2 separate regions of the Danio rerio genome follow, and region 2 is linked to region 1. Evidence: chromatin contacts called from public HiCAR-type data. All regions are on one chromosome and are shown on one strand. Each heading gives the region's core, a stretch centred on a gene start, on an enhancer-like site or on the middle of the called end of the contact. The rest is flanking DNA. Distances are from core to core; before and after follow the strand shown.

Region 1 (2,700 bases), core at 74-2,573:
ATGGATCAGCCATGTGTGACAAATAGTTTAAATGAATGATTCAATGAATCACAGGGACTTGTCAAGTTTTAACTGGAACTTTGCTGTCAAATTTTCCTGTAAACACCTGATATTAGTTATTTAATTGTTTGTTTAGTATTTGGTGTTGGATGTTATTGTGTCATTGGCTTAAGATTGTTGAAGTCCTTTCAGGGTCAACTAAATGCTAAACACAATTTGTCTGTTTTGGTGTGTTTATTTATGTGTTGTCAGTTCAAAGCAAGGTAAAAACTCTCCGCCATTACTCTTTGCTTGCTAAGCACAAACATCCTTCACATTATTATTGAAATCTCTGGCTTTGGTTGTTTTTTTCTAAAAGGCTGAGCAAATTCACAACAGCTGTGGCTGTGGCTTATAAACATTGTCATTGAAGGGTCCGTTAACCAAAGGGTTAAACACACTGTCTGTCGTCACTCTTGTTGTTTACAGCAAAAAGAGGATTTCTTACCTAGATTTGTAGGTTAATATAAAGACAAACAATGACATGCCCTTAGATGTGCACTGACTTTCCCTAATGTTTTTGTGTGCATATGAAACATTCACAGCACCACGCCAAAGATTTTTAAAAAAGTCTGAAATCTCTATTGAAGTTTGCCTGAACATGAGTCGCGACGTGTTGACACAACAAAGATAATGGCAGGAATGTAAAGCTAACAACATTCTATGCACACAAATGGTGTTGTAGAGAAAATGGAATGTCTTTCTTTGTTCTTTGTCAAATAAGACGAAGCGAGCAGAATATTTGAGCTCCTTCCATTTTTTTTAACCCATCTTTGTTGTTGCCAGGTTTGCAAGGAGCGTATACTTAACACACAGTAACACACATAGCAACTCCCCTCTGTCTGTGTGCTCAGCTAATATTTACTCTGCTTCCAAACACTGCCACTATTGAGTTTGGCTATTTAAAACACTATTTGATGAGCATTAGCGCTACAGTGGAATAACAGCCCTGTCTGGGGGCTGAACGGAGCAGGAAGTGATGTCACAGTGGGCAGGTGGTGCTTTTACGTCTCTGAAGTAACCCATTTTGGTGAAATCTTGCGTTTTCTGTTATCAGACATCTGTTATCAGGGCACAGATATCATAGTGGAAATGACCTAGAAAGTCTCAGGTTATCACTGTACTTTGCAAATGCCTCAAAGAGGGATGGGGAATAACCTTGCGAGTGTTTGCATATGATTTTCCACAGACTTGATAACAGTTTATGGCTTTTAATGCTTAACAAGAGGAACTGTACAGCTCTGTATCGTTCTTTATTGAAACTGCCATAAATTTACGCAAACACTATAATCAGTCTCTTATCGGCTACTGCGGAGCAATGGCAAGGATACCGTAGATGTTTCTTAGTGTTAACAAAGCTATAACCGCTTTATCTGGTCAGGATAAACACTATGATTGAGACCAGTTGATGTGTGTGTGTATGTGTGTGTGAGTGAGACTCATCTCTGACAGCCAGTACTGCCATCTCCTGGAGGCACTGAATTCAGTGGCCTTTATCTTAGCTGATTGTAAAACCAATCTGTTTATCATTTCCCTTCATATCAGCGTATTATTTTAAATGTTGTTTGCTGATGCTTCATGCTTTTCTTATCTGAATAAACCAATTGGGAGATGCAAGCAGCCAGTCATCCAGTTCAAAGTCTTCTCACTGGCATCTTTACAAGTTCATTGTTAAGACAAAACAACATGTTGACGCTACCCTAGACTTTCTGTGGACTTAAACTTGGACTTAAACTTGATTCTGCAGCTACGTGTCAGCTACTTGATATTAGTAGGCTGTCTGCTTAATATATGCCATCAATTTGTTTTGAATAATAAGCTGGTCCCCAATTTACATTCTACTTGGTAACTTTACAAGTACACATTACTTATTCTTACCAAAGGTACTAATACTCTGATGAGAGTTATTTGACATGTAGATTTAAAGTTTCTTACATACTCAAAAGATGTCAAGTGTGAAACACAACACACATACACAGCAAGGTTATTTTAGTAAATGAAGACTGAGGGCCCTATCATACACTCGGGGCAATAAGGTGCTAGATGTGTATGGTGCGATTTGTTGCTACTTTCAGACCAGCGCAACCCCAATTTTCACGTTTTGCATCACGTTGTTTAAATAGCAAATCCATTTGTGCCACTTTGTGGACTTATGGGTGTGCGAGTCTAAAAAGGAGGTGTGTTAAGACACATTGCTGGCGCTTTGCTATTTTGAAGAACTGAAATAGACTGTGCTGTAACTAAAGTCCAACACAAAGCATGTTATGCAGGTTCAAATACTTAACATACACAATATGTACAGCAATACACAAATATATTTACATATATATATATAAAAAAAAGGAATAAAATGTTACAAAAATAATTATTTGCTACATCGATATAAAAACAACTACCTCCATGCCTTTATGTCATGGGGCTGTTTTCAGTTTATTCATGACAATTTGTATTTTTATTGTAATTTTGTTGTTGTTGTTGTTGTTGTTGTTGTTGTTGTTATTAGCAGTATTATTTATTCTATGCATATTAATATTTGTTTAGATTTGTCCACCTGTCGGGTTTTGGATATGTATATGCATTACCATATGGTGTATAAAAACAGGACGTGTGTTTGGATATAACTCGATGTTTTGACCACACGTCGTTATTATTGTTCATTTA
Region 2 (2,700 bases), core at 195-2,694, 270 kb before region 1:
TAGAGTTAGGGTGGGGGTAGGTTTTGAAAAATACAATTTATTGGGTAATTTGATAGATAGCATAAATAATACTGGGTACAACTACTGTGTTACATTACAGTGTTGGTTGGGTTTAGGGTTGGGGGGGAGTAGACGTTAATAAAATACAAAAAATGGGAAATTTTATAAGTAATATGAATAATTCTCATTAACTTCCGGTCGCATCCATATAAGATCTAGCAACAACCGTAATATACTGTACAATAATATATATAGCATCTGATCCAATATAATGAAATATGTATGTGAATGTCATTTGTCACACTTGTAATGTTATTTAGAAAATTTCCCTGGAAAGTGCTTAAAGTATTTCAAGACTTTTAAAAAGGTGTAAGCACCCTGTGTTTATTGTTTATAAATCCTTTGTGAGTGATGAAGTTTATAAGTCAAACTTGTTCGGTTGGCATAAATGTACATTTATCAAGAACAACAATGAAATTGTGTGATATTTCTTTCCCATGGCTTACAACAGCCAACTGAACACGCTGTCATTTAAAGGATAAAATGTAATGTAAATGTTTCCTACCAGTTTGCTTCATATCGTCACCAGGATCCAGAGGTATGATTTTGGATTTGCTTCATTGCCTCAATGTTTTTCTATCCCAAAGTGCTGACAGCCACTGACTTGCATTTGATGAATCACCAGATATTTATATATAATGACAATTTGATAGATTTATTTTGGTAGATTTAAATTTTCTACAATCACATATCAGTATACAATCATCTTGGATGACTTCTATTTTCATTTAGTAAACTACTCAATGGTTTGTGTGAGAGTGCGTGCTGAAAAGTAAGGTGAGGTCCAAGGAAATTCTTTATATGAACATTGTTTAGGCGCGTTTTATGCAAAGGATTTTCCGTGGGCACGGTCTCCCTCATTCAGAATCAATCCGAAGTCGTCAACCTTACACAAAGATAAGAACAAACGTGTATGTGCATGTGGTGTCAATGCTGAGGAAAATTTAGCGTGAGAACTCTTTCTACACACATAAATATGCAAATTATGTGAAATTATTAGCGAGTAAGCCTCAGTGTTCCTGCATAGTTTACAACCCCCTCATTTTCATGTGACTCAGTCGGCATATTCTGCAACTGTATAAGAACTATGTCTGATTGTGTTGTTCACAATGGCCACCGCCACAAACTGCCCCACCCTAAACTCTGGGCAGACCACAGACATTTGTTTTCAATGGCCTTTCCTGCTTCTCTTTGGCTGCTGGTAACATGCCGTTCTCTTCCTCTGTCATCTTCTGTCCCTCAACCCATTACTCTCCTTCCCTCCACCGCCCTTGACTTGTTCACTGCTCTGAAAGCCCCAAGTTCTCTTTCCACTGGCCCGTGGTCAGACCCGAGAGTGCTGGCCACAGTAACCGCTCTCAAAGCAAAAGCACCATTTCCTCTTTATGAAACCACACCAACCCCTCTACTAGTCTTGTGACACAGCAGTTAACATAACACATGCCGTCCAAGCCAGAGATGTTTTGCGGACAGAACCTCATACCCTGTTGGCCATTAATGTCCCTGAAAATCAATGTTGTTGTATTAATTTTCAGAACAGCGTTTGGTCTGGTTGTACTGATTGCTTTGGGTCAGTCAGCCTGACTGTGTTATGTGGTTTGCAAGAAGCAGCAGTAGGTCTGTGTGTGCATGCGGAAATGGAGGATGTGTTTAAAGATGCCCCCACGGCGCACTGCGGCTGGTTGGATAACAGATTTAATGTAATGGTTTGTGTAGGAGGCCTCTGGGCAAGCAGCCCAGGCAGGGGAGACAATTAGACTGGCCCCCCATTTCAGATGTGTTTTTTCCTGAGGGCAAGTGCAGTGTGTGAGTGTTTGTGTGCATAAATAGTTCATATACATTAGCATATTAGATGTATATCAAAGTATAAGAGGTGGAATAATGACCAAGTGAGTGGAATGTGTTGTCACTGATAGCCAGACCTCGAGTGTTCATGGGGGAGATTCATTTAACATCCATCTCTTCCCCTCTAGCCACAATCCCCTCTTCGCAATATCCTGTAAAAGGGGGAATAGAGCGAAAGAGAAAAGAAAAACAGGAAGGATCAAGTCCCTCATTTCCCATTTCTTGCAACATATTGCTTTTACATTCCCCTCTTCTGTTCCCATGGCTTTGAGAAGAGATGGAACAAAGGGCTGTAGCTTAAAACCATACAGATAGACAAACATGTAGCCGTAAGACGAGCAAGGGCACAGGAAGGCCTGTTTTAATGTTTTAAATGCGATACAGACATGTAATAAAGTCAGTACTGGTGGCAGTGCGTTTGATGTCAGAGTTTAAATATGAGTTGAGCTAAATACAATGAATAAATGTAGATGTTATGTCGCATATTGAGGTTTTAGATTTATATATATAAAGAGATTTTAGAGGGTTGTAGTCTCATGTTTATAGATGTGTAAGATCTGGATAATTTAAGCAAGGCAGACATCTTTTGGGGTTGTCTGTCATCGTCGCTGAACATATTTGTTTCCGTTCTGTCTGTTTCTGTCAGAGTTGTTTTTCCTGCATTGATCATGCAGATGGAAGATTCTTTGCTTTTTCATTGTATTTTAATGGAAAGGCACAATGAAAAACACCTGTATCTGGTTCTACTCATGTGAAGAACAAACGTCACGTTTTGTTTTTTTGATATACTGGCAT

The links. HiCAR-type assays count read pairs that join an accessible place to other places.
Region 2: a HiCAR-type map of caudal fin shows a contact between it and region 1, with 5 times the contacts expected there. The contact joins two enhancer-like sites. A contact is called at or near these places in 1 of 18 Hi-C or Micro-C datasets (caudal fin) and 1 of 4 datasets of contacts at active chromatin or transcription factors (caudal fin).

The regions. Positions count from the first base shown.
Region 1 is chr7:33,566,059-33,568,758 of GRCz12tu, reverse strand. All of the region lies in intron 2 of LOC141375393 (a long non-coding RNA gene), which reads left to right. Among named protein-coding and RNA genes, the nearest start is that of paqr5b, 53 kb to the right of the region's middle. Within about 2 kb of position 1,323, at least 8 of the 62 cell types and tissues checked have an H3K27ac peak or open chromatin away from gene starts, as enhancers often do. A contact at or near this core is called in caudal fin, where this site is marked.
Region 2 is chr7:33,832,040-33,834,739 of GRCz12tu, reverse strand. No RefSeq gene overlaps it. Among named protein-coding and RNA genes, the nearest start is that of tle3b, 93 kb to the right of the region's middle. Within about 2 kb of position 1,444, at least 14 of the 62 cell types and tissues checked have an H3K27ac peak or open chromatin away from gene starts, as enhancers often do. A contact at or near this core is called in caudal fin, where this site is marked.